6 separate regions of the Sus scrofa genome follow, and regions 2, 3, 4, 5 and 6 are each linked to region 1. Evidence: chromatin contacts called from public Hi-C, HiChIP or PLAC-seq and promoter capture Hi-C data. All regions are on one chromosome and are shown on one strand. The core of a region is the stretch at or near the end of the contact, and the rest is flanking DNA. Distances in the headings are between cores, read along the strand shown. Region 1 holds the start of DPH5 (diphthamide biosynthesis 5). Region 2 has its middle 42 kb from the start of S1PR1. Region 3 holds the start of S1PR1 (sphingosine 1-phosphate receptor 1). Region 4 has its middle 26 kb from the start of S1PR1. Region 5 overlaps LOC106508363 (a long non-coding RNA gene). Region 6 holds the start of EXTL2 (exostosin like glycosyltransferase 2).

The links. Promoter capture Hi-C pulls out the DNA fragments that hold promoters and counts their contacts. Hi-C and Micro-C count contacts between places; a contact is called where the count stands out from the background. HiChIP or PLAC-seq counts read pairs in DNA pulled down with a chosen protein or histone mark.
Region 2: a promoter capture Hi-C map of liver shows a contact between it and region 1, with 9 times the contacts expected there. The contact joins the enhancer-like site here to the promoter of DPH5 in region 1. A contact is called at or near these places in 2 of 5 promoter capture datasets (fetal skeletal muscle and liver), 7 of 47 Hi-C or Micro-C datasets (alveolar macrophages, embryonic fibroblasts, liver and 2 more) and 2 of 2 datasets of contacts at active chromatin or transcription factors (alveolar macrophages and skeletal muscle).
Region 3: an H3K27ac HiChIP or PLAC-seq map of skeletal muscle shows a contact between it and region 1. The contact joins the promoter of S1PR1 here to the promoter of DPH5 in region 1. A contact is called at or near these places in 2 of 5 promoter capture datasets (fetal skeletal muscle and liver), 15 of 47 Hi-C or Micro-C datasets (brain, embryonic fibroblasts, fetal liver and 10 more) and 2 of 2 datasets of contacts at active chromatin or transcription factors (alveolar macrophages and skeletal muscle).
Region 4: a Hi-C map of heart right ventricle shows a contact between it and region 1, with 3 times the contacts expected there. The contact joins the enhancer-like site here to the promoter of DPH5 in region 1. A contact is called at or near these places in 1 of 5 promoter capture datasets (liver), 2 of 47 Hi-C or Micro-C datasets (heart right ventricle and liver) and 1 of 2 datasets of contacts at active chromatin or transcription factors (alveolar macrophages).
Region 5: a contact with region 1 is called in a Hi-C map of liver, with 4 times the contacts expected there. The contact joins the enhancer-like site here to the promoter of DPH5 in region 1. A contact is called at or near these places in 1 of 5 promoter capture datasets (liver), 1 of 47 Hi-C or Micro-C datasets (liver) and 2 of 2 datasets of contacts at active chromatin or transcription factors (alveolar macrophages and skeletal muscle).
Region 6: a contact with region 1 is called in an H3K27ac HiChIP or PLAC-seq map of alveolar macrophages. The contact joins the promoter of EXTL2 here to the promoter of DPH5 in region 1. A contact is called at or near these places in 1 of 47 Hi-C or Micro-C datasets (liver) and 1 of 2 datasets of contacts at active chromatin or transcription factors (alveolar macrophages).

Annotation. Positions count from the first base shown.
Region 1 is chr4:117,267,183-117,271,791 of Sscrofa11.1, reverse strand. DPH5 (diphthamide biosynthesis 5) reads right to left here and starts at 2,762. Exons shown (of 8, transcript NM_001243679.1): 1 at 2,632-2,762; 2 at 2,246-2,403. The coding sequence starts at 2,380. It overlaps LOC106508363 (a long non-coding RNA gene), which reads left to right and starts at 2,808. Exons shown (of 7, transcript XR_002343569.1): 1 at 2,808-2,994.
Region 2 is chr4:117,024,961-117,029,569 of Sscrofa11.1, reverse strand. No RefSeq gene overlaps it. Among named protein-coding and RNA genes, the nearest start is that of S1PR1, 42 kb to the left of the region's middle. Within about 2 kb of position 1,884, at least 25 of the 83 cell types and tissues checked have an H3K27ac peak or open chromatin away from gene starts, as enhancers often do. A contact at or near this core is called in alveolar macrophages, liver, retroperitoneal adipose tissue and 1 more, where this site is marked.
Region 3 is chr4:117,067,623-117,072,231 of Sscrofa11.1, reverse strand. It overlaps S1PR1 (sphingosine 1-phosphate receptor 1), which reads left to right and starts at 2,508. Exons shown (of 2, transcript XM_021090128.1): 1 at 2,508-3,806. It overlaps LOC110260372 (a long non-coding RNA gene), which reads right to left and starts at 3,183. Exons shown (of 2, transcript XR_002343565.1): 1 at 3,096-3,183; 2 at 1,717-2,618.
Region 4 is chr4:117,093,049-117,097,657 of Sscrofa11.1, reverse strand. No RefSeq gene overlaps it. Among named protein-coding and RNA genes, the nearest start is that of S1PR1, 26 kb to the right of the region's middle. Within about 2 kb of position 2,392, at least 10 of the 83 cell types and tissues checked have an H3K27ac peak or open chromatin away from gene starts, as enhancers often do.
Region 5 is chr4:117,113,566-117,118,174 of Sscrofa11.1, reverse strand. It overlaps LOC106508363 (a long non-coding RNA gene), which reads left to right. Exons shown (of 7, transcript XR_002343569.1): 5 at 4,154-4,609. Among named protein-coding and RNA genes, the nearest start is that of S1PR1, 46 kb to the right of the region's middle. Within about 2 kb of position 2,689, at least 11 of the 83 cell types and tissues checked have an H3K27ac peak or open chromatin away from gene starts, as enhancers often do. A contact at or near this core is called in liver, where this site is marked.
Region 6 is chr4:117,395,367-117,399,975 of Sscrofa11.1, reverse strand. It overlaps EXTL2 (exostosin like glycosyltransferase 2), which reads right to left and starts at 2,765. Exons shown (of 5, transcript NM_001243549.1): 1 at 2,204-2,765; 2 at 1-33. It overlaps SLC30A7 (solute carrier family 30 member 7), which reads left to right and starts at 3,593. Exons shown (of 11, transcript NM_001136211.1): 1 at 3,593-3,741; 2 at 3,950-4,051. The coding sequence starts at 3,662.

The DNA of each region.
Region 1 (4,609 bases), core at 1,513-4,012:
AGTAAAATTCTAGAGGAAAAGAGAAGAAATTTGGGAAAAACCCATCTAAATGGTGTTAGACTTGAACAGAGGGAAAACCTCATCTTACAAGTCATTTTCTAAGACTGGAGGGAAGACAGACTCAGATTTAGGGTAAGGGTAAATATGAAGTTAATGAAGGTCAGAGCTGATGGCCTGGTTTTTCTCAATGCAAAGTTCTTTACTGTCCTCTCCTGTCCCTCCAATCACAATCCTAAGCAGTTTTGAATAATAGAGAACATAACAGTTTTGAATGATAGAGAACACAGCAGTTTTGAATAATAGAGAACATACAAATAATACCACCTTTTTGGCAATTTGAAAATAATAACTTTCAATATAAGAACAAATGAATTCTAAATTTTTTTAGCAACATCCATCTGTGCCGTCTATATAAAAAGTTATTTTGTGTAATTAGTGATAAAAGTATATATTCATTACAGAAAACAGAATTTTCCCATCGTTTTCCACTCTGTAATAATGATCCAAAGTTATTAAGACCAGACTGTATGAGCGCCTCTCAACAATTTTTAACATTAATTTGTCTAAAAAAAAGTTAGAAATTAAAGGCAAAAAGGAAGTAGCTGAATATAAAGGGGTTCTGAGAGTTCACGGAGTTACATAAGGCATGTCTGTACTTGTTTATACCTTAACACCCAGGACTGAACCACTTTACCTGAATGCTAACTTCTCTGTGGGTGTTCTGTGAGGTCTTATTTTGTGAAGCTATTATCTATCCCTAAGAGTACAGAGACACAGATGGGTCACAAGTGGTGGCTCTCAACTGAGGACTGCTTTGGTTCATACTCTGGCTGTATCACTCACTATCTGTATAACCTGGGGTAAGTTTCTCTGTGCCTATAGGAATGTGAACAATACTTACAGAAAAATAAACCTGTTCTACACGTGAAGGATTTAAAACAGTACATAGGAAGTGTTCAAAAAACATTAGCACTTATTATTGTGGAGGAACAGAATTCTAGCACTTTTTTTTTTTTTTTTTGCTTTTTAGCGCCGCACCTGAGGCATATGCAAGTTTTCAGGCTAAGGGTAGAATTCACAGCCTTGTGCTAAGGCCAGCCACAGCCACTGCAATGCGGCATCCAAACTGCATCTGTGACCTACACCACAGCTCACAGCAAAGCGGGATCCCCAACCCACTGAGTGAGGCCAGGGATTGAACCTGCATCCTCATGGATTCTAGTCAGGTTGGTTAACTTCTGAGCCACGAAGGGAACTCCAGAATTCTAGCACTTTAACAAAGTACACATAATCTACTTGTAGGTGAGGTTGGGCCCAGCCCTAGATCCTGACCCTTTAGGTAATAATTCTACAAGTATGTTTTTGGGGAAAAAAATACTTTAAAAAGTCTTAACCAAAATTAACATTTAGTTAGCACTTCAATTTGCAAAGCACTTTCAAATACATCACCTTAAGAAATGATATAATATTAATAGCCTTCCAACTAGCTATTATCTCCATTTGACAAATGAAGAAACTGAGATATAGTGATGTTTGGAAATATATCTATTAACGAACCATGTTTCTGAACACTTTTGTGCCAGACACTATGCTAAAATCCTGTAAGAAATTTGACAATGAACCTGAACTTGACCCTTCCTCCAAAATTTACTGAGCCCTTAACCAGAACCAGGTAAATGTTTGATACACTAGCAAATTCCCTGGTTACTAAGATCCAGGCTCACTCAATACACCCAAGTGTATGGGTATAAGCCTTAACTGGGAGATGTCTATTTAAAGGTAAGTTCTCTCAGGATAGGATACAGACAGAAAGGAGATTACCGTTCTCTATGGAAATACTTCAAAGGGATAAGCTTTCAGCTCGATTCCTGAATACATAACCAACTCATTAAGGCTGAATAAGCACCTCATTAGCATTCAACTCAGAAAGGATTTCTTGGCTATCTCATGAAATAGCGGATTCTGATAACCATCCCCAGGAGTGTAAAGCAATTCTCCTTTCCTATTTAATGGAAAAAGCCACACAATTAGACTTGTAGAGTAAAAAAAGGTCCCTTTCCTTTTCCAAATCACTTGGTTGGTGTATGACTCCCAATTTTGTAATACCCAGATTCGTAACGAGTACGGGATGTGTTTTAATCGGTTTAAACCAACAGACGTGAAAAAGTCGGTACGGCGTAGCATACTAAAACTCAGCTGTTAGATATCGTTCTTCCTAGAAGGCTGGAAAGCCTTGGGCACCTACCAGCACTTCCTTCCCTACAGTCAGGATTGAGGTATAGGCTTCCAGATACACTCGACTGCAGCGTCTTACAACTTCCAGGCCCTTGACTGTGATGTCCTTGGCATCTCCCAGGCCCAAACCGATCATGTAAAGCATTTCCAAGTCCAGGGGGAGGGCGACTGCAGGACGAAATGAACAAGAAAATCAAGTGCCAGCTACACCGACGATACCAAAAATCTAGAGGTGAACACCAAGACGAAAACCCAAACAGCTCGGGGAGGGACCGCCTATCACAGGAGGGAGGTTTAAGAACCTAATCTCACGCCTTTTAAATAAGGATTGGAGTGTTTTTAAACAACCCTAACCGCCTTCTCTCTTGTTACACAAACCTAGGGACAGATGGTTACCGTTGGGAGAATCGTAGCTGGGGCCCTGTCTTCCCAACTCCCTAATAGCCGCTGCTCCCCAGAAGCAGTGCCCAGGCAGAGGATGTGCGCTGAGCAGGGATCCACGCCGTCGCCCTCACCTACGGTGCCGTAAAGCGCCGGCGCTTCGCGGCACTTTACGACTAGCTGGGAGGGTGGCTCCCACAGGCTCTGGGCGGGGAGACTCGCCGCGCCTAGGAATGACCCGTACGTAGGCTGCTGGGGTGAGAAGGCGTAAGGTCAGCCGGACGGGGGGAGTCTGATCAGTGACCTCAGCATGGCCTTTGGGAAGGGACGAGGCCGGCCCACTATCCCCCTAGCTTAAACATGCCCAGCCTGGGACCGGTAAGTGCAGAAGCTCTTTACCCTTGAAGAGCCGCCCGCGAGGTTGGGCCGAGGAGCCCACACGCCTTCCGCGTCTCCTCCAGACGCAGGAGGGGGGGCGGGAGGAAGGAATTTCCCTAATTTTCTCCGGGATTGCCCAAGTGCACACATTCCCATCCTCGCCTTTTCATTCGACTGTATTTTAACCAGCTGCCTCCCTGGTGAGGTGACAGCCTGGAAGACCTGGTGATGAGTGTCGGTTCTGATTTCCCAGCGGGGCAGTGATTCCTTGGGTTTGTCCCCAGGCCCTCATTCTGGAGTGCCCCAAGTGGCGTGACTGGAATCTGCCTCAGTCATCCTCACTGTCAGTGCCGGGAAGCCCAGACCCTCCTGTGCCCAGAGAAGTGACCTTTAAGAATGCTAAGGGATTTCAAATGTAGACCTAGTGCTTCCACGGGGAATTCTTAAAGTGGTTGGTTAGAAGTAGTTCCAATATCGAAATTATTTGTTTTGACTGAATATGCTTTTCCTGAGGTCACTAGTGACCTCATCCAAGATAGCGTTGATTACTCAGTGTTCCTTGTGTTTCTCCGACAATGGCTTGTGTCTTGTTTGCTCAACTCTGCTTCCTTTGGCCTTGGCTTTATCTCTTCTTCCCGAATTCCGTCCAGTCTTTGACTTTATTGTTCTATAAACTCTTTTTTTCTTTCTTTTTTTTTTTTTTTCTTTTTAGGGCCGCACCCTCGACATATGGAGGTTCCCGGGCTAGGGGTTGAACCCGAGCTACAGCTGCCAGCCTACATCACAGCCACAGCAGTGCCAGATCGGAACCTCATCTGCGACCTACACCACAGCTCATGGCAATGCAGGATCCTTAACCCACTGAGCGAGGCCAGGGATCAAACCTGCGACCTCATGGTTCCTAGTCGTATTTGTTTCTGCTGGGCCAGGAGGGGAACTCCTGTTCCGTACACTCTTAATGATCCGTTCTATCCAATATCATTATATTGACCCATTCCTCACACAATGTACATAATTAAACTCAAAATGTCTCATAGATGTAAGTGGAAAACATAAAACTTCCAGAAGAAAACAGGGGAAAATATTGGTGACCTACTTCCAAATATTTCTGAAGTGCAATACAAAAGCATGATGCAAGAAAAAAAAATGATAAGATTGTACCCCAACAAGATAAAAGCTATGGTCTTCAAAAAAACACTGAAGCCATACACTGGGAGAAAATATTTGCAAAGCATATGTGTGATAAAGCACTTACATCGAGACTATATAAAGTACTCTCAAAACACAATAACAAGAAAACACCCAATTTTTTAAATGTGAAAAAAAATTGAGCACATCCCTAAAGAAGATACATGAATAGAAAAATAAGCATTTGAAAAGATGCCAAACATCATTAGACATTAGAGAAATCAAAATCAAAACCACAATGAGATAACTACTACACACCTATTAGAATGGCTAAAGTCAGAAACAAAAACAAAGCTTTGACTATTCACTTTCATGATTTCAGTTACCTTTAATAGTTTGCAGACTCAAATTTCAACCTCCCATTCAGACCCCTCCTCAACATCCTGTATTTAACTTTCTGCTGGAAAGCATCTGGATAACCTGGAGG
Region 2 (4,609 bases), core at 635-3,134, 240 kb after region 1:
GGCCACCTGCAAGCCAAGGAGAAATGATTCAGAAGAAACCCACATCAGCTGTCACCTTGATCTGGGACTGCCAGCCTCCAGAACTGTGGGAAAATAGAGTTCTGCTGTTTAAGCCACTCCGAGTGTATTTTGTTACGGCCTTCTAGCAAGTTCGTACCGGATATACTCTTTCGGGACATCCTTAAACATTTCAGATGTACTTATTTTGAGCCAGAAATTATCTCTATTAATTAGGCAGCTTTCATAATATCTCCTAATAATATCAGAAATGGCTTACACTTCACCGTGGACTGGGCACTGGTGTAATTGCCTTTCTTCATTTCATCCTCGTAAAAGCCCTCCAAAGAAATGGGTGAGGGAGGAATGAGAGAAACGGATGATTAGCTCTGGGCAAACCCCGTGGTTAAGGATCACTGAGGGTAAAGCCCTTTGGGTGACCACTACAGTGCGTGGGTGACAATATGATGAGAAATGGGATCATTGCGTGGTCTCCCCGCAAATATTTTCTAATTCAAAGGGAAAAATAGTAAGTTTGCGGTGGAGAAACCTGCCGCCCCTACGTCACTTTATCCAAGCGATCAAGGTTGAACCTCCCCAGAATAAGACAGAGTAAACACCACGTATTTCCACAGATGATGCGCTGAGAAGGGCACGGCATCACCTCCTTGCCCTAAACTGCACCACCTCCCTCTACTCGTGCGAAAACATGAGGGCCATTTTGGGAATAGCTGGCCTGGACTTTCCAGAAGCATCACAGATTGGAGGAGAGGAAGAAGACGTGATACCCAAATGCAATAAGCAATCCCAGACTGGATTCTGGGCCCAAAAAGGGAAATCAGCGGGGAAACTGATGAAAATCGAACAAGGTTGTCGATGTAGTTGATGGCATTGTCCCAATGTCAGTGTCCCGGCTTTGATGACTGAATGGCACTTATGGAAGTGGCTAATAGTGGGGGAAGCTAGGTGAAGAGTTTAGAGCATGTCTCCCCAATTTTTGCAACTTTTCTAAAGTTATTTCAGAGTAAAATATTAATAAAAACAAATCCTGTAAGGGAGGTGCTGTCATTGTCTTACTGCTAGTATCCTACTATTGACCCAGCTTGTCAAGACTGAGGCCATGATGTGTACCCAGGCTGTCTGAGTCCAGGGCTTACGCTGAACGCTTCGATATGTCCCCTTAGTACCTGCAGGAGACAGTGACATTTTAGCTTGGTTTGTATTGTATTGCATTGTATTTTGCTTTTTTGTTTTTTAGGGGCACACCTGTGGCAATATGGAAGTTCCCAGGCGAGGGGTTGAATTGGAGCTATAGCTGCTGACCTAGTCCACAGCCACAGCAACCCTGGATCCGAGCCCACCTCTGCAACCTAAAACCACAGCTCACAGCAATACCTTATCCCTGACCCACCGAGCGAGGCCAGGGATCGATCCTGAATCCTCATGGATACCAGTCGGATTTGCTTCCATTGCGCCACAATGGGAAATCCAGCTTAGTTCTGATTTTTCATATGCTTTCATCAATAAATTATATTTCTTTAAAGGTCATCTATAAAAGACTTTCCTAAGCCATACTATTTCTCTCTCTTGCTTTATTTATTTATTTATTTGTGTGCTGTGTCTGTGGCATGTGGAAATTCCTGGGCCAGGGATTGAACCTGCACCTCAGCAGAGGTCCAAGCCACTGCAGTGACAATGCCAGAGCCTTATCCCGCCGCACCACAGAAGAACTCCCATCCTGTCTCTTGTCAGTCCCCATAGAAGGTGTTGGCATAGTTTTTGAGTGGGAACAAATGAAACGCTGGGTGGGGCGCTGTTACACACACCCAGAACAGTGAGACATCTCTTTACTTCCCGCAGAGAACTTTACAAAGAGCTGAGGCATATGAAAAACAGCTAGTGGGACGGAGCAGAAAAAGAGCACAGACCAGGAAGTATACAGGCTCTGCGAGCCACAGATTGGGGGAAATGAACTTCACCCTGGTGACATTGAATCTGGGCCTTCAAGAATGAGAAGGGGAGTTCCTTCTGTGGCTCAGTGGGTTAAGAATCTGACATAATGTCCTAGCCTGGCTCTGTGGGTTAAGGATCCAGCGTTGCCACAAGCTGCAGTATAGGTAGAAGACGGGGCTTGAATCTGGAGTGGCTGTGGTTGGCAGGCCAGCAGCTGTGGCTCCAATTCGACCCCTAGCCTGGGAACTGCATATGCTGCAGGCACAGCTGTAAAAAGAAAAAAAGAAAAACTAAGAAGGATCGCAAGAAAAAGACAGGCCCTGGAGGAGAGCCTTGGGGGAGGAGTGACTCGAGAAAAGATCTCTGGAGGTGGGAAAGCCTGAGATAATTGGGTGGATCAGTTAGTTTGGAATTGTGGCGTCATTGTGCATTTAAGAAAGACACTGCAGCAGGAATCCCAATCTCCAATACAGTCAGGAGTCACGCAACTGTAGGGAAGAGCCTAAAATAAGACCTTAAAGAGTGGTGGGTGTTCTGGCAAACTGGCAAAGGCCTGCCCCACCTAAAGGCATTTTGGATTACAACAAAACAACAAAGCCAAACACTGCCCTAGGCAAACACAGTGCTGCTGACCAGGTTCTGCCCAAGGGCTGCTGGTTTGAGCCTGCTTTTTGAGATAAACTAAAGCGTTCTTGGCTGTTATAATAGAGGACATAAATTATCAAGCGATAAAGGGATTATTACTTTTACTAATAACACTTTCTGAGTCTCAAGGCTTTGGGGGTAGCCAGGTGGGTCAATTGTGGGGTATTGATTCACCGTTCACTTTCTAAGAGTGCCAGGCCTGCTGCTTAGTGTTGTTAGGACACTATTGCCACCTAGTGGTCGTTGAGGTTGTGCCGATCGCCTCTCCATCCCCGCCCCCTCCCGCCAAAAGAGTAAGGCTGCTTTCTGCATATGGTGCTTTCATTTTCCAAATGTTTGTCTTGTGACTCATGCCAAAAAATATCCAAATAAACTACATAATCCTTTATAGTGTGAGGCTGTTAATAGAGTAAAATTTCACTAGTGGTGAGGGTTGCTATTGCCATGTAATCAATAGCGTGGCAGCGAGGCTTGTGCTTACTTGTTTGGTGTCTGGTCAATAAGTTTTCTCTGCCACTTGCATGCTTGTATTAATGGTATCTCTCAGGCATAGTTGTAGAAGTTCAATAACTGTCTGATCTGCTGTGTGGAAGGGATAATGTTTAAGGACATACGGTAAAAACATTGAAGAAAGAATCAGGAGGTTTAGCTTCATTCATTAGCTGTGTGACTTTGAGCCAGTCACTTGCCCTCTCTGGGCATCAATTCTAGCTAAAAAATGCAGGGTTGAAAACGTTCAGCAGGTCTCTAATCCGATCCTATTGCAGAGGGCATCCCCAAGGAATGTCATGGGATTAAAAGTCTTGTTAGGACTTCATCTGGGAGTGAGGGGTTTAGGGTGAGGGGAAGCGGGGGCAAGGTGAGATGCCCCCTGCTCCAAGCAGAACAAGCTCCACGACAAAAATTAACTGTTAAAAAAAAGTGTAGGTGATCCATGCACACTATTCAAAAACCCAAGAGGTACAAAAGAGTATGCCCTGGGGAGTTCCCATTGTGGATCAGTGGGTTAAGGACCTGATCTCTGTGAGGATGCAGCTTTGCTCTTTGGCCTCACTCAGTGGGCTGAGGGTCTGCTGTTGCCTCAGCTTTGCAAGTCGTGGTGCAGGCCACAGCTGCAGCTCCAATTCAACCCCTGGCCCGGGAACTTCCATATGACACAGGTGCAGAGCTAAAAAGAAAAAAAAAGAAAAAAAAAAAAGAGTAAGCAGTGAGAAGTCAGAGACCAGTGTCACGCTTTCACACTCTTATTTCTGTTCTAGCAATCGCCTACCCGCCCTCCACGCTGCCTTACCTCTTTTCTTTTCCTAACACAAATAGCAACATAGCATTCACCCTGTTGTGTATTGCATCTTATTTATTTAAAGGTTGGAGTTCCATGTGCAATTTCACTTACATGTCACTAAACTGAGACCATCTATCTGCCTACACCATAGTTGACTAGCTTATCTATAAATCTTCTTTCTCACTAGGGTGTTTTAAGACTCTTTAACCTACAATTTTGATTTGATAGAAAATAAATGATTCTTAGACTATGTGGCTATGCAGAAACAAACAAACAAACAAAAACCATTTGAGGAGTTCCCTCATGGCACAGAGGGTTAAGGACCTGTCAGGTTTTCATTGCTATGGCTCCAGTCGCTACTGCGATGCAGGTTCGATCCCTGGCCTGGGAACTTTTGCATGCTACGGGAGGGGCAAAAACAAACAAAAATTTGAATTTGCTCTTGGTATCAGGCCTCAGAGACCAGAAGAAAGCAAAAGCTCCAGGAAAAGGCCTGATTCTACGTTTTCGGCTTTAAGGATGTTTGGCTGCTGTAACCAAAGGGTGAATCACAGCACAACGTGGGGGGAGCAGAGCAAAGATGCTGCTGGGTCTCTGGGGATATCAAGGGATCTGAAGGACTGAGTGGGGACAGAGGATAGGGACCCAGCAGCTGGGAAATTTTGCTGAGGTTAAGTTCACTGGAGATGAACTTCTCGTTCCGTAACAGATTCCCTATTATATATTTTTTCT
Region 3 (4,609 bases), core at 1,259-3,758, 200 kb after region 1:
GTTAATGTTACTAGAATACTTTTATTTGATAATCAAAAAGGAAAGTGACTGGAAAGATGGAAAGGGAGATAATGAAAGTGACAAATATCATAGAGTTAGAGATAGCGATGATAGGAGGGTGACGCATTTAGAGTATCCTTTTCATGCATATGAAGCTCTTTAATCCTTCCAATGACAGAAAGAAATAGTCTACCATTTTTAGGGATGAGGAAACTGAGGATCTGGGCAGTCAAAGACACTTGCTCAAAGTCACACAGCTAGGAACCGGCAGAATTAAGGCTGAATCCAAGTTATGTCTGGCCCTGAAGCTACACAGTCTGGATGCTGGCAAACAAGAGAAGAGAGGTGCTGGAACCCAGTGGGGGGGGGGGAAACAGTGAGCTGGAGGTAGGGGAAACATATAAATATTAAGGCAGGTTGAAGCTGAAGACCCATCAGAGTCCCAGAATTGAAAGTACAAGGGAGAGAAGGAATAACTGAGCCAAGTCTTAGCAAGTTCGGGAGAGCAGCATGGCGATGAAGGCAAGAAAAGAAGTAGAGCTGTGAGAAGGAGGTAAGGTTGGGTGAAATTGTGATTAAATGGGAACATACAAGTGGTGTGACTCTTTTCTCCATGAAGTAGGAGGCTAGTTATTCTCCTACGAACAAGTGAGTAAGAAGAGAGGGCTAGGGGGACTGAGGGAGGACAGAGAGTTGGAAAGTGACTGGAGCATTTAGGAAAGAGAGTAGGGTTGCCAGATTTAGAAAATAAAAATATAGCACACTCAGTTAACTCTGATTGCACATTAAGAACACAATTGCTTCAGGACATGTCCCAAATACTGCACCGTATTTTAACTGGCAGTCCTTAAAGAGAGGCACAAAAGCAGGCATAAAGAACAGCAAAGCTGCTTTGAGAGAAGGAATTTGGAATGGATCAACCTCCATGTGATGGGCATCAGATGGTAACCTCAGTGAGCCCAGAGGTAAGGTAGGAACACTGAGCTTGCCTTCCAGGCAGGAGTGGAAAGGGAGCTGGGCTCACAGCCCAGAGATAGCTCAAGGATGCAACTCTTGGGGACTCTCCTGAGAGTAATGGGAAGAGATATGTGTGGGAACCAGAGGCTTGAAACTGGCAAGGAAGCCTTTACTGTAAAGAACGTTGTTGCCTTCTTTCTAGTTTGGCCAGGGTGGTCATCTACATTTTATATCTCATAGCTGTCTGCTAAGGATGAATTTTGCTAAGTCATCATCTGCAAAGTATTTGAGCTCTAAATACTGAATCAATATTGCATCTTGTCCTTGTCACCAGTATTCACAAGAAAAGGACTGACTTCCACCAACACAATTCTTTGACATGGTTGAGGTTTATCGTGGTGGTTGGGAGAAATGGTTAAGAATCTGCAGCCCATCTATGGTCAAAGCCCACACTAATCAAGTTGCTTAATATGTCTGGGATGCAGTTTCCTCGTTTGTAAAATCAGAATATGCACAGTACCAACTTGTAGGGACATGGTAAGGATTAAATATGTGAATATGTGTAACACTTGCGTAGTCAGGAAACAAATGGTTTTACAAAGACTTCCATTGTCAAGACATTGTATCACAGAGAACCCCCTAACTGTATACTGAAGGCATTTGACATGGCATTTGCAGTATTTAATTTTTGGAACCAGGAGTTCCCCTTGTGGCTCAGTGGGTTATGTAACTGACTAGTATTCATGAAGACTCAGTGGGTTTGATCCCTGGCCTTGCTCAGTGGGTTAACTATCTGAAGTTGCTGTGAGCTTCGGTGTAGGTTGCAGTTGAAACCTGGGTCCTGAGTTTCTGTGACAGCTATAGCTCCAATTCGACCCCTAGCCTGGGAACTTCCATATGCCATGGGTGCAGCCCTGAAATGCAAAATGAATAAATATGTAAATTCGTACACACATACATTTTGGAACCTAGCTCAGCCAATCACTAGCTGTGGATTTAAACTGTCTGAATTTTCCTTCATCCACAAAATGGCCAACAATGCTTGCTTCACAGAGTAGTCGTGTTGAATTCCATAGTTTATCACATGTCTGATACAGTCTGGGTTGTGCAATTTACTTTAGTTCCTTTCCCTTTAAATTAATGGATGGGGTGAAGGGTGCCAGCTTCATCCAGCATGTTGTGCTGAGTAGACAGGATATCTTCCCTTTGAAGTGAAATACGGCCTCAGACCCAGAGTTGCTTCTAGAGTCTAGAGGACCGTTATTTTAATTTCTACACGGTCGGCACAGACTGTTGTCAAATTTGCGGTGGGTGTGTGCTGGCTGCAAGACCGTTGATGATGTCTTTTGGGACAAGTGTGTACTAACTGTCATTTGATTTTTTTTTTTTTTCCCCTTTGCAAAGTCATAAGATCCCAGAAGCCAGTTGTTTATTCTTTCAGCCTCCTTCTGAGTCATTCAGGTACAGGGTGTGTCTGTTCTGTGTCAATTGAAACTACCCGACGGAGTTTTGCGCTCACATCTGCCGGCATGGGAAGCCGGTGAGACCGCAGACTGGATGGGAACTGGACGGAAACGGTCCTTGCAGCAGGAGGGCAGGGCAGAGGTGCCTGCGCTTATCACCCAGGCAGAGAGGACAAGGCCGCCCCTCAGTCTTCTGTTCTGAAGTCGCATCCAAGAGAAAGAAGGGAGTGAGCTAGTGTGGGCACTGAGGTTTGGGGCCCTCCCAGGTAGAAGGGGAGAGAAGGGCACCTGCCCCCCCCCCTCCCCGGGCTGGGTGGCAGCAGGCCTAGGCTGGTCTAGGCCTGGCAGCATCTTTCCCTTCGGAAACCCCTGAGCTGCCCAGGCTGTTGAAATCTCTCGGCCCGCAGCAGCTGCCCACCTCCTCAAAGGCCTCCCCACTGGCCAGAATCTGGGACACAGGGCCTGATTTTGCGCCCAGCTGAGTGAGGGGAACCCCCACCTCACACCTCGCCCAGCGCTGGCCCATTTCCCTCTGCGCCCCGCGAAAGCCACTTTCTGCCCCTCAGACCGCAAGTTTCCAGGCAGTAGCGACATAGGGGTGAGGGGTGGAGGTGGGCAGAAGTGCAGGAACCCGTCCGGGCCGTTGTCCCTTCTAGGCTGCTTGCGTCCCCCTACCTCTCCTCCCCAGAGCGCGGCCGGGACGCGGCGGGGACGCGGCGCCACTTTCCTCTGTCTGCACCCGAAGCGGTCCCGGGGACGCCTTGCCACAATCTCGCGACTCGGGTCCCCCCAGGGCTGCGGGGGGCGGTGGGGTGGGGGGAGGAGCGTCGAGGGGCACCACAGACGCCTCTGTTCCCTAAGACTTTTCTGCTGAAAAGTTTCCAAAGGCTCTTCACCTCTTCTCTTTTCTAAGGCTCAGAGAACGGTCCCCACCGCCTGGGAGTGGCGGCGAGCTGGGCGAGGACCGTGATTTATACATTAGAGTCCAGGGGGCACGAGGCTCCGCCCCCCTTTTTTCCTCTTTTAGCTGCTTGTGGGGGAGGAGGGGTTCTTTTTGACTGTGCGTGTCTGTGTTTCTGCTCTAGATCTTTCCTGGACAGTAGTCTCAGCGGCAGAGATCCGGAGGCCACCCGTCGCGGGCGGAGGACGTGGGGGGGGGAGGGCTTGAGGCACTCACCGCCTCCCGGTCCCTTCCTAAAGAAGCCACTCGGCCTCTGCGGGGCGCTCGGCGACTTCAGCTGGCCGCGCTGGCCATTGGAGTGTGCGGCTGAGGAGGGAGTAAGTTGAGAGCGCAGCGCAGTCAGTCCCGGGCAGCAGCTGCAAGATGCCGAGCGCGCAGTCCAGACCCGAAGCTCCGCGAACGCAGCTTCGTCCCGCCTGAGCCAGGTAGGGAGTGCGCGCGGGGCCGGCGCCGACCCGGGCGCACCGGGAAGCATCGCGGCCGGACGTCTCCCGAGGCTGAAACAAATTTTTAAACCGGAACGAAGTAAAACAAACACTTTTAAAACATTCGTCTTTGGATGCTGAAAACAGGCATCTCTGGAATACTAAGGAAGGAACCCAACTCCGATCGGATTGTTTTTGGAGCACTTGTGCCTCTAAAAGTTTGGAAAAGGGTCAAGTCCCCGTGGCGGAGCCGTCTGGGGTTAGGGGAGAGCGGAAGCTGCGGTGGGCTGGAGGAGAGGGAGGAAAGGCTCGTATTTTGGGAAATCCTATAGACAAAGAATATGGCAGGAGGGGTAAGGGCATAAACTTGCCCTGAGAATGAGCAGGGTGTGGAATTAGGTGTGGGAAACGCCGGGCTTCTGGGCTCCAGCAGCCTCTGCTGTCCAGGAATTGCTGCGACTGCTCTCACCTCGATTACTCCACGTTTATCGCATTTGCTACTTTACCTGGAAGCATTTAAACAACGTGCGGGCAGACTTCTAATCAGTGTCGTGCTTCATTCCCTCCGCACTTTCTAGTTCTATGAGAGGAGGCAACGTGTTGAGGGGAGGGCTGTAAATAAAATTGCCCGCGCTAGCTTAGCAATGCACCGCCAGGCGTCTGTTTGTGTGAGTTTCTGGAGAGTAATTTTGCACTAGGAATTTGGAATGTAGTGGCATGTATTGTTATCATTGGTAGTTTAACTTCTCTTTCTCTGTGTGTGTTTTGGCTAAACCCACAGTAACTAAAAATACTCCTTTTGC
Region 4 (4,609 bases), core at 1,143-3,642, 170 kb after region 1:
TCACCAAAAACTTAGTGGCTTAAAGCAAACAAACAATGGGGTTCCCTGTGGCCCAGTGGGTTAAGGATCAGGCATCATCATTACTGCAGCTCTGGTCACTGTTGTGGCATGTTTCAACCCCTGGACTGGGAACTTCCACATGCCACAAGCATGGCAAACAAACAAACGAACAAAAATTTAGTGGCTTAAGCCAACACAATTTATTCTTCTATAATTCCATATGTCAGAAGTCCAACATTGGGTCTTATGGGGCAAAAATCGAGTGTTAGCAGGATTGGTTTTTCCTGAAAGCCCTAGGGGAGAATTTTCCTGCTTTTTCCTGCTTCCAAATGCTGTCTGCACTCCTCCTGCCCTTTCCTCACAGCTCTCCAACCTCTTGCTTCCACCTGCAAATATCCCTGTAATGAATCTGATCCCTCTGCCACTTCCTGTAAGGGCCCATTAGGCCCACTCAAGTAATCCACGTTCATCTCTCTGTCTCAAGATCCTTATGTTTTTATTTATTTATTTTATTATTTATTTATTGTCTTTTTAGGGCCGCACCCACAGCATGTGGAGGTTCCAAGGCTAGGGGTCGAATGGGAGCTGCAGCTGCCGGCCTCACCACAGCCATGGCATCACCAGATCCGAGCTGCATCTGTGACCTACACTACAGCTCATGGCAATGCTGGATCTTTAACCCACGGAGCGAGGCCAGGGATCAAACCTGCGTCCTCGTGGATACTAGTTGGGCTCCTTGCTACAGAGCCACAATGGGAATTTCTGTACATTAAATTTTTAGAATTAGGTATTATAACAAACAATATAATTTGTATTTGTTTTAAAATCACCCAATATATCTAATGGCCATTGTCTCTTTTGACTCTCTCAGTGGATAAGGCTTATCAAGAGGCAAAACCCAAATTCCTGCTTCAGAATCTCTGGGGACCTTATCCTTCCTTCACCTGTGCCCTGGCATCTGGGCTGTTGTTCTATGTTTTATTCAACCCATGTGGGCTCCAGTTCCATATCACAGAAACCATTTAAACATTCTTTACCTGGCATATGGAAGTTCCAGGGGTTGAATCTGAGCTGTCGTAGCTTGCGGCTACAGCAACGCCGGGTCCTTTAACCCAGTGCACCGGGGCCAGGGATCAAACCCACACTTGTACGGGGACCCAAGCTGCTGCAGTCGGGTTCTTAATCCACTGCACCACAGCAGGAACTCCCTCCTTATCTTTCGAACGAATTTCTTTTATGTTTATTTAGTCATAGTTTCTGTTGTTTCACAAAAAAACTTTCATTTAATATGGGATTCCTTTCTTTTACCATAATGATTTTTTTTAAAATGGTTGACTGTAGTCTAGGGGTCTCCTCATTATTATGTATCAGCAGTTGAATATAAAAAAATAGATATCAGTAAGAGGAAGAGAATTTACTCATCCAAGCTCTTAACCCCAGGTACCGTTAGAACCTGTACAATAGTAAATGGTTGCTTAACGACACCTGCGAGAGACACATTGCCTTTTCATCTTCCAGGAAGGATTTATGTTTTGTTTAGGTATTGAGTTTATTTTTTAATTGATATTATCACATACAGACTTGACTATTAAATATCAGGATAGTTAATCCACCGGAATGCTTTAAGCTTTCACCCTAAGATAAATGGAAATGTATTAAACAGTTGTTGTATTTGCCATAAGTTGATTTTCCTATTTCAAAGAGCCTGAGTAGTACAGCAAACTTTGAAAAAACACATTCAAGGGACCATGACCACAGTGTTTGTGTTTAGTTCCCTCCATGGGTCATATTTTACCCACGGCACTTACTGAATGCCTGCCATGTGCAAGCCCCTGGATGAGGTGCTGGGTACAAAGATGAATACGGCTCCTGGCTCCTCACACAATGTCTGGCAGTGGCAGGAGAGCCTCGCGGGATGCTTGTTGAATTAATGAAATAATCCCCGCCTCTAAGGAACTCTACCCTGTGGGAAAGAGGGGCACCCAGTTGTGACGTGTCATGCTGTGTCAGTGCCCCAAAGGGCATTTGAGCGAGACTGGGTGTGCAGAGGAACCGCTGGCATGTTTCAGATGCCTTCAGGAGTCCTTATCGTGGTGTGGAGGTCACACCATCCTGTCCAACAACACCTCCTGGCTCTCAGAATTGTTATTTGGGCCTCTCTTTCCAGGCCCTCCCAGTTGAGCTCGTGACACTGTGTTTGAACTCCTATTAATAGGCCGAGGCAACTCCCCAGCAGACTGCCTCTGAACATCAAACAGCCAGAATCCCCAACAATGACTTCTTGGCGCAAAGCCAATCCTCAAGCATCAAAGCCATATATTCCTTGCAAATCAGCTCCACGTGATGATAAATAATGGCATCGGGATTCCAAACCAATCATCCCCTGGTGAAAGGCATATTCCTCAAGGGCACTCTGGCTTTATTTAAAAAACAGTAATATCGCTGGTCCTAGCTCTGAACTGTCAACAACGGATACAACAAGCTAGTGAGAGCTATAACCAGAAAAGGGTATAAAACTTGTGTCCCCCTCGTTGCACCCACCTAGAAAAGTTCAAGAAGAAGTGCGTTTAGGCACGTTTTTAAAAGCTTCTGGCTTGAGCCCCCACCAGGAAAATGCTGGAACCCCATTTTGGAACTGTATGATGGAGTAGATGCGTGGGATTTAAAAATCAGATCTCAGCACTGGTGTTAGATGGTGACCTTACGCAAATCATTCTCTAAGCCTCCAGATCGGGAAAATGAGAGGTCTTAGGACTCACTTTAAGGTTCTTTTATGGAGGCAGTAGTGTATCAAGAGCCCAATAAATGGTAGCTCTTCATGTTACTTAGAATTCCTATGCCAAGCATTACCCATGGCATTTATAAGCAGGATTTTTGTCCTCATGTCAAGTCTATGAGGTAGGTGTTTTATCCCCAGTAGTGGATGAGTAAATGGAGACTCAGAGGAATTACCCAACACCCCAGGTAGTGAGAGAGCCCGGATTCAGACTCAGGCTGACTGACTGCTGTGGCCAGGCTCTTACCCACGCTGTGATCTAAACCATTAACTAACTGGAAAAAGCACTAGCTTTGAAGGGTCTGGACACTGGTATTTAAGTCAGATCAGGGATTATGAGTTGTGTAAATTTAATGAGGCACTTAATCTCTCGGAGCCTGTTCTGTTTTGAGTTAACGTATGTGGCTGGTTATTCTCCGGTTTTCCCCCAGCCATATGCACCCTCCTCCCCTGCCTTCTCTGTACCCCGAGGATTTGCTTTCTCCTCCTAACTGCATTGCCAAGACCCTCTTGCCATCTGGCTTCGGGTTCAGTAGATCAGAAAACGGGAAGAAAGAAGGAGCAAGATAATTCTGCCTTCTCTCATTGCTTCCCTGTGACATCTTTGGCATCAGCTGGGTGACCTCGTTTCCTCGACCCTTAACTTCTCGTGAGGCTCTGGTAACACTGTCCCCATCTTTTAGCCCTTAGGTTCTAGGGGCAGTAATGGTTTTCTGCTCTTGCTAATCTCTGGCTGTCTCAGCTTCCCCTTGTTTGCGCTACAACCTCTGTAAGTAGTCGCTTCATTAAACTCTTCTTATTGAATCTACTGAGTAAATTCTGTTTTTTTTTTTTTTTTTTTTTTTTTTTTTTGCTCAGAAGCTGATGGGTATAATATTTGCAAAAAGGCTTGAAAATGACCTATAAGAGCACTATCTATAAAAATTCATCAAGTAGTGTTACTTATTATTTGGCCATATTTTCACCATTGACACTGTATTCTGAAGTTTGTAAAATTTTCCTGATTTATTTAAACATTCTAGGAACCCAGAAATTTAAAAATCGGAAGCCAGTGATCAGAGTTATGTTGAAAAAGGCACACCAGGATCTGGATTGCTTCCTCCCTGTAAGTTAGAAATGGCGACAGCCCTGAGGAGTCATCAGAATGGAAGGGCTGGAAATGATACTTAAGCTGTCCGTGCTCAAGGAAGGGGTGCCTAAAAGTAGAAGACATAGATATAACTTTGTACAGATGCAAATATGTGTGTGTGACTACACACACACACACACACACACATAAATACATACATACATGTATATACGTATATGGCCTTTTTTAGTGAAGGGACTATGGCAGTGACTCACTTTATTTCTGCCCTAAGTATGTCGTTTTAGAGGCAAAAGTTTATATGCATTACAGAATTTATTTGGTCATCAATAGTTTCACATAAAAAGACCAATCTATTTGTACTTCCTTTTTAAAATAATGATTTCTTTTAAGAATACAATTTTTCTTGGAGTTCCCATCGTGGCGCAGTGGTTAACGAATCTGACTAGGAACCATGAGGTTGTGGGTTTGATCCCTGGCCTTGCTCAGTGGGTTAAGGATCCGGTGTTGCTGTGATCTGTAGTGTAGGTCACAGACGTGGCTCGGATCTGGTGTTGCTGTGGCTCTAGTGTAGGCCGGTGGCTACAGCTCTGATTAGACTCCTAGCCTCGTATGCCGTGGGTATGGCCCTAAAAAGGACAAAAAGACAAAAAAAAAAAAAAAAAAGAATACAATTTTTCTCAATGCATTAAGCGATGTTATGTTTTTTGCATATACATTTAAACTGTGTTTTTGTGCCCCAAAGA
Region 5 (4,609 bases), core at 1,440-3,939, 150 kb after region 1:
GTGTATTCTCAGCACTAAATTCCCCAGATCGGTCTTTTATCTCTTATATATAATAGCTCAAACATATCCCGTTACAATTTTTTTAAGTTCAGAGTATAATTCGAGGCATCTCATTAAGATTGAAGATAAGCTCTTGGAGTCCTTGCGTGCAAGGTCTTGTAATCACAAACCTCAGCAAATACCAGTTCTGTAAAGTGCATGAGATTTTCGAGAAATGGAAAGAACCGTTAAGAATAATAAAAAAGAAAAAGTTAAATTACTGTGACATGTAAAGAAATGAGGCATTTCCAGAAAAGCAGTTTGTTCTTTTCGCTATTACTTTTCATTCTTCAAAACTGACTAATGAATAGCATTTTCAGTGAATTATAAACTTGTAAAACTTTCTGGATAGCATTGTTTATTTCACTGTGGCCTTTGTATCCTGAGTTCAACTCTTGCTGTTAACCTTTTCGTGGTTGCCAGTGGTTTCAGTTTCTTTTGCCTGGCACCCAGAAAAGTACCTCACTTTCTCTAAATTTATCATCTTTCCTACTATGTTATTGACCCATCATGATATATTGTGTTCTCTTAATCTTTACACTCAGAATTAAATAAAGAACTCACATTTGGAATATACTCTACCAAGATGGGTATTGGTTATATTTACATTAAAAAGAAAATATTTGATCTCTAGCTTATTAAATTCTATGTTTTCTGAGCATATCTAAACCCCTTCATCATGTGTATCCTTCTGAAGTGATCTGGTGTTTTTCTTCTAATTCAAACCAATTTAACAAACATTTATTGAGTGTCTGCATGTGCCAGATATAAAAGATGAAGAAGACCTGCCTTTAAGAAACTCAGGATCTAGGAGTTCCCGTTGTGGCACAGTGGAAACAAATCTGACTAGTATCCATGAGGACGTGGGTTCAATTCTTGGCCTCACTCAGTGGATTAAGGATCTGGCCTTGCTGTGAGCTGTGGTGTAGGCCTGGATCCTGTGTTTCTACAGCTGTGGTGTAGGCCAGCAGCTGCAGCTCTGACTTGACCCCTAGCCTGGGAACTTCCACGGGCCTCAGGTACGGTCCTAAAAAAATAAAAATAAAAAAAAAAAGGAAGGAAACTCACAATCTAATAAGGAGATGTAACAGGGGGCGGTTCAGAATAAAAATCCAGGTATGGAAATGGCTTAGGGTAAAAGTGGTAAAAGCAGGAGCAACCTGGAAGAAGCAGGGGAAAGCTTTGTCCAGGAAGTGTTTCTTGAACTGATGAGTCAATTCGGATAGAAATCTCCTAAGGTATGAAGAGGCATTTCAGACAAAGGCAAAAGTATCTCCCTCTCCCTCCCTGCCTCCCCTGTCTCTCTCTCTCTCTCTCTCTCTCTCTCTCACACACACACACACACACACACACACACACACACACACACACACACACACACGCACACACTGAGTTATAAATTCCTAGGTTGTGTGACAGGACAGGAACAGCCTTATTTAAAACCTTGGAAGACCCTAAGTAATGAGAAGGTATCCATCTTCTATACATAAAACAAAATAAAAACCAATTCTAAACTGCAGGCTAAGTGTAGGGAAATCTAACAAAGATCTAATTTTCAAAAAATTACTATTTGGGTGCATTTTTAATAGCAAATATAAAAAATCTATTCCTAATTTTTTTCTCATTTTTAAAGTATATTTTCAACTTACAGCTAAAAGCTAAATAATAATAAGAGCAAGTACAGCTAACTTTTACTGATGCCACACTGTATTTCAGGGGCTTTGATAAAATCTCTACATAGATTATTTCATTGAACCCTCCCAACAGCCTTACGGGGAATATACTATTATGCTAGTATTGTCATTATTATCGATTATAATTATTATCATTATCATAATTATTATTGAGGCTTAGAGAGTTTACTTAACTTATCCAGGGTCACATGGCTAGGATGGGATCCAACTAGGACTAAAGGACTGAGCAGTTTGGCTATAGAGCTGGAATGAAGTTTTCGCCTTGACATCATAAGGCAGCAAGTCTTAGCATGTGTCAAAACAGATGTGTTGGTAAGAGCCTTTGATCTTTGCAATGGTCTTTAAACCTTGGATCATCCATTTATTCAGTCAATATTTATTGAGCAACTACTATGTGCCAACACTGTGGTAGGCATTGAGGCTCAGAGGTGAATACTATGGAAGTTGTCTCTGCCCTCCAGGAGATACCACTGTATAGAAGAAAACAGAAATTAGAGACTAATCACAAATAAGTATAATAAGGATTATGACAAGGATGGTACGAAAAAAAATGTGACCTGATATAGAAGCCGATCACGTTCGGGAATTTGGGAATCCCTCTCTGAAGAAGTGAGAATTAATTACACTGACGTCTGAGGGATGAGCAGAAATTACCTAGGTGAACTGGAAGGGAAGAGGGTTTCACACAAGGTAAATACTATGTTTCGGTGAACATGCAAATGCCCTACCCAGATGCCCTTTAAGGGTGGACTTGATTCCGCAGGCTCTAACAAGAGCTGGCCACGTCTTCAGGTATTGCCTCAGCTGCAGAGAGCCTCCTTGCCCAAGGTCACATCCTCCCTACACACACCTGCCAGCTCTGTTGGGTCATTTTGGTTTCATAGCACCCCACATGACTGGCTGAGGCTGTCAGGCTTGCGTCATGGCTGGATGTCGCCTCCTTCCCAATCCTGCTTCCGCCCCCTCCCTTCCACTGGTGTTGATCTCAAGAACACTCCCTAATAAACATCCTGAACACTAAACCCTGCCTGAGCCTGCTTCCTGGAGAACCCAAAGTGCATTACAGCATGAAAAGCTTTGACGAATAAGGCATTCAGAACGGCTGTAGTTGGGGTGAGGGACAGAGAGATGTGCTGAGGCTAAAAAAGTGGACAGGGGTCAAATCCTGAGCTCCTGGTAAAACACACTAAGGGCTTTTCCTACCGGCAGTGGCTAGTAGGAAAGCCATCGTAAGATATTTAAGCAGGAATGACATGATCAAATTTATAGTTTTGAAATATGCAATGGACGGCAGGGGTGCTTTGACTACCAAGTTCCTATCTTTCAAAATCCTTTTCCCTTCTTGCAGATATTGATGGTAAAATAAAGATAGCAAGCTGCCTTTCCTGTCCTTGTATCATCTCTTTCCATCCCCATTTCCCGTGTCAATAAAAGCTACTAAATCTGCCCCATGGTTTATGCAGTTACAATCCTCTGAGACATGATCTAATGTTAGCTTCTTGAGAGACCACAGGGAATCGTATTCTGTGAGGACTTGGATGGTTGTTGGTTCTGTGATGATGAACGCAGACTGTTCAGTGTTGCTGGACAAATGTGTAGCAGTAAGTCACTGGAGACGGGACCTCCAGATACAGCATTGAAGACGGACCTGTCCTCCTGGCAACTGTACGTCTAGGTTCTGCTTTCTTATTTTGAATTTTCACCTTAATCCCCAGATGGGTGTGATATACAGGCGTTACATTGCCACAGTTCATTGTAGAAAGGAGTGACTGCCAGTTAAGATTGGAGTTTGTGGGAGTTCCCATCGTGGTGCAATGGTTAACGAATCCGACTAGGAACCATGAGGTTTCGGGTTCGGTCCCTGCCCTTGCTCAGTGGGTTAACGATCCGGCGTTGCCGTGAGCCGTGGCGCGTAGGTTGCAGATGCGCTCGGATCCCGCGTTGCTGCGGCTCTGGCATAGGCTGGTGGCTACAGCTCCAATTAGACCCCTAGCCTGGGAACCTCCATATGCCCCTCCATATGCTGAGGGAGCAGCCCAAGAAATAGCAAAAAGACAAAAAAAAAAAAAAAAAAAAAAAAGATTGGAGTTTGTTTTTTTTAAAAAAACCATATTCAGATATAACTGATGTACAATAACCTGCACAGAATTTAGACTATACAGTTTTGATAAGTTTTAGCCTATGCATATATCGATGAAACCATCATCACAATCAAGGTAACAAATTTTCTAGCACCCCAATACTTTCTTTGGGTCCCTCATAATCCCTCCCTCTCTCCCTTCCCTGCTCTCTCCCCAAATGATCCCCTTTCAGTCACTATAGATGACGTTACTTTGTCTAGAATTGTATACAAATGTAGTCAAATGGCATGTAGGCTTTTCATTTACTTTTATTTATATTTTATTTTTATTTTTTTGCAGCAACGCTGATCCCGCTGCCCCACAAGGGAGCTTCCTTGTCTGGCTTCTTTACTCATCATAATTATTTGGAGAATAGATGTGAAACATTCAATTAAGTCAGAGTTTATATGATTTTATATGTGATCAAACTTGCTACACATAAAAAACCTCACATGTAATTATGTGATACCACATGCTTTGTGTATATCAACAGTGAAACCGATGCTCAGCTTTTTAAGCATAATTGTTCATTGTGCCTCAGACTAAAACTCTGCTAGTAACCAAAGCCATTTTCCTCTGAAGCTATAAACACAAAGCAAATGATCTGTTAGCTGCCAACAAGCTTATACGTAAGGGAATATAAATAAGACACTTGATAAAAGGCTCTCCTGTTGCCAAAAGAGGTGGCCAAATAACCTGAAAAACCAAGCTGAAGAGTGGCTGTTTTGAGATGCTGAACAAGACGACGAGACGGGA
Region 6 (4,609 bases), core at 1,516-4,015, 130 kb before region 1:
TTCAGTAATTCATAGGAACAGGCTCTCTTGGCACTATTAAGGAAAATCAGAAAATTTTTGTGATGTTTTTGTCAACCAGCAGGAAATTTTTTAAAAATGAATTTTTATGCTATTGGCCATAGGCTTTGAATTATTTTTAGAAATTAAAATTTGCTATAATGTGTACTAAAAATTACATTTAGGCAATTAGGTAGATAACAGCTTCCTGTGAAGTTGGTACCAACACTGCTATATTTTTGTTTTTCTCTTTCTCTTAAGTATCCGGAAGTAGAAGAAACTCACACAATCCCGATAATCTAATGTGTTTACACATGTGAAACCAGAACATATATGCCATGGGGTAAGACCTCTTATGCATTAGCAACCTGCACTTGTATTCAATTTCTAGATGCTTTTTAGCATCTGTAGTTTTATCTACCATCAAAACCTCTTTTTTTCACTAAAGGTTCATAGGGCATTCAATTTGAAGTACTAAAAATCCACAGGGTCTAAAATAGGATTGCAGATAAATGTGAGGATTGATTACTGAGGAATGACAAATGGCATCCTTCTTATTCCCTACTGACTATTGGAACTGGAACCTTGAACCCAAGGAGCTGGAACTTTGGCTGGAGACGAGCTTCTGCCCCTTCATCTTCTCTGCTTTCATTTCTCACAGCCCTTAATCGCACATCTAAAAGGCTGAGTTTTTTCCCCCATATAGTTTGCATAGTTACCCTAATGCAGATATATAGATAGATAGATACATATTTCTATTATGTAATCTTATAAACCCACTGAATCTTATATCATATGAAGGAATTCAGAACTGATTGGAGACTTGTAGGATACTGCAGCTGTAATGACCACCTGCATACAGCTGAAGAATCATTTTTGATTTTCCCAAATCATATTCTTTCATGATACATGTTATGGAAGGGGCAAAAGGAAGGCTTAACATGTATCTAAACTCGAGTGACAGTTGTTCCTCCCTGCTACATCAAAAGCACTCTTGTGCACATCTTAAATATTATGCAGTTCTAAAATCCTGGCCTGATTTGCCCTCTCCTCACATCTAGCTTCTTTCCATAAAATTCCTCCAGGGAAAGAACCTTGACTTGTCAGGTTTTGTAACCCACTTCCCTTCCCCCACCTCTGCCCAGCACAGAGCCTAGTACATGGTAGATGTTCACTGAATGACTGTTGAATGAATGAAAGAAAGTAACTTTAGCTTTGATATGACAATACATATTGGTTAACATATATGGGGCAATCATTTCAAGAAGATAAAAGAAGTGAGACACATCAAACATTTTCCACTCAGAGAACTTTTCGTGATTTAAAGTGTCCAATTACCATTTCTAGTAAAATGCTTTTCGTATTGCAGTTGGTAATTTTGCCACTTAAGGATGAAAGATGTGAAGTGGCATTGCCGCCTTTTGAAAGAAGGCCCTCATGGGAATAGCTATCTTATATTTTGGGGGTGAGGAGTGGGGACTTAGGAGTCCCAGGACCAATACAACTGAAATTAAACTTCAATTTTTCCAACTTATTTAAAAGCTATTATGAAAAAGGGTATTGCAGATTTCTCTATAAACCAGCTGAGCAATTTCTCATCCAAAGCAATATAAGATAAAATGCAGAATTTATCTTCAAAGGCAGAATACAAAAACACAAGCTCAAATTCCAGCTGACCTTGATGAGTTAAGGGAACGCTGCAAATCAGTTGCTGACATTTAGTTACTTCCATATACCCTCACCTCCCCCCCCCCAGCAAAGTTACATCATATTGAAATAAAGCAGCTTTGGAGAAAAACTCAATTGCCATGGAAATATTTATCTTGAACCCAGTTTGTACCCACTGATGTTTCCCTGGCAGTGCAGTTGAATAAAATTCAGTCTATGGCTAATATAAAAGCTTCCTAAAAATATAAATAAATGCTACTAATTGAAAATATTTCTTTAAGTTAAAATAATGAAATATATGCCTAGAAAGGCAAAGTACTCTTTCCAGAACTTAATTTCTGGAATCTAGCTGTTTTTATAAAGCAGTTTTAATTAACATGGACATTTAAAAAAAATTGCAGAGTACATAAATTATGTTTTTAAAAATAAAACCACCTAATCACCACCCCACATACTCACAAAGTTCCAAGGAGAGCAAAACACATATATGCTCACTGCAGAACATTTTTAACATGAGAGCATTTTGGTATTTCCTTACCTCGAGTGCAGAAGATTGCAGTGGGACCAGCCGATTTATTTGCTTGCAGCTTGGTGATCATAAAACGGAAGGGGCGTCTCGCTTGCTCATTTTTTGTTTTTTTCCAAACCCAGTAGCGTGCAAGGACTTGGCGTCACTCGCTGGATGGATAACCTGGATGAAACGCTGACCGCAAAGAGAGAGCCTGAAGCAGGGGGCCGTCCCGGGCGGCCACCCCTCCCTTTCGGTGACGCTCCACTTCCTGTTAGACTATAAGGCTGTTCCCAAGAAGCTCGGTTTTGTAGTTTCCAGCCCACCTCCAAAAGCCGGTCGTCCTTTATCCCCATTTCTCCCCCAAGACAACACCTTGTACTCATTCAGGTGATGGACCACCTGACCTTACCCAAGCAATTTCCCGGAAAGACGCCCGAAGACGAGTTCCAACGACCGTGGGTGCCCAGGACAGGCCCGTCGGGCTAGCCTCCCCGAGCTCCGCACGTCCCTGCGTCCCACCAAAGAGCCTGTTTTTCCTGCACTTCCTCGCGATGGGCAGTGGGGTTCTGACGAGCGTTAGAGCCGCGACTGCGGCCTCCGGGATGACCTGGAAGTGAAGGGGACGTGTAGGAACTCGAGTTTTGGGTTATCTGCGGATTGAGAATTGTCGTGGAAGCAATGCCTTAACCAAACCTGCATTCCAACCCAGTCTCGTCGGCGCTCCTTTTAAAGGGTTCTCTTAAATACATTTAAAATTCTTTCGGAAGACCTTTATTGATTGCCTCCAGCGTGGCAGTACGGAGAGGTCAGGCGCTGTTTTCGGGGGGCGGGGCGGGGTGGATTGTTAGGATGTGGGTGTCCAGGGTTCACCCAGCAAAACCATCATTTGCGCTTCCTGTGGAGTGAAGGCGAGAGAACGTGCGGCCTAGGTTCTTAAGCACTGCTGCCCAGGGCATCAGGTCTTAATGATAACAGGGGTAAGGGCGAAAGGGCTGGCGCTGGACGCCAGCGCATCCGGGAACATCGGCGGTAGGCGGTCAGGGTGGACGAGTGCGGGCTCTCAACTTCCCACCCAGCCCAGGCCGTGAGAGGGCCAGCTCAGGACTTTCCTCCTCAGTCCAGGTGGCGGGACTCCACCCCAGGTCGGCCCTTTGGAACACCGAGTCGTTGCAACCACCTTTAACTCGCAGAAAAACCCGCGCAGCCCCGCCCCCTGTCGTAAGCCCCGCCCCACCGCGCAAGTCCCGCCCTCGGCCCCGCCTTCCCCCTTTCCCGTCCCAGGACGCGTTGCGCGGCCCGGGCCGGAAGTCGGCGGGTTCCCGGGTGTGTGTGTCTGAGTCTGTGTCTGAGTCTGTGTCTGGAAGCGGCGCGCGGCCCGGGACAAGCTCCGGGGCTTCCCATCTGAGGCGTCACCACTGTCACTACCATCACCCACGGAGCCGCTACTAGTGGGGTGTAGACCCGGCCCTTCGCCGGGCAGAGAAGATGTTGCCCCTGTCCATCAAGGACGATGAATACAAACCACCCAAGTTCAATCTGTTCGGCAAGATCTCGGGCTGGTTTAGGTGCGGGGTGCTGTGTTTGCGGGATGGGGATGTCTGGCAGAAGGGGAGAAGGCCCAAACCTAAGGATGGCTCGAGGTCCAGGGAGGGAGCGTCGGGGACACCCTCGTTTTGAAAGTGTGGACTGGGAGGGTCTTGAAAGGAGAACCCAGCCTCCGGGTCCCGGCCCGCTTTGACTTTCCCGGCTCTTCCCCACTTGTGTCATGCCTAGGTCCATCCTGTCGGACAAGACGTCTCGGAACCTGTTTTTCTTCCTGTGCCTGAACCTCTCTTTCGCTTTTGTCGAACTACTCTACGGCATCTGGAGCAACTGGTAACCAAAGGGAAAAAGGGTTGGGGCGGAAGCAGAGGGTGGGGGAGACGAAACACTGTTTGCTTAGTGCCACGTAGCTGCTCACCGGGAGGTTCAGGTCTTGCCTTTGCCACCACCTCTGCTGCAGAGTTGCTTTCTCATATCCACACTGGTCTGGCATGCTTACGTTTCTTAAAATTCTGGGCCATCACATGCAGCAGTTAAAATTTAGGTCCCCGCTCCCTCCTTCCACCACCACCCCCTAGTCCGATAAACGCGAGTGCCAAGACCCTTCTTCAGTTTGACACATGGAGACAGTCTTTTGTCTTTACACGCGTTAGCTTTGCCCCACTTTCTTGGAACTGGGAGAAACACGTTTCCTGCCTCTCTGTGGGGGAGTGGCATTTAGATTCTCCCTTAAAAGTCCGGGAGGGAATATCACATGTTCTACTTAATATGTTATTAGATCTTGGAATGAGGAAGAGGTTTTTAAAAGGGATATCTTTATATCCCTTTTGATGCTCTTTTTTTTCTTGGCATTAGGCTGAAACTGTCTCATGATTTTCCTCCGGTCTTGAC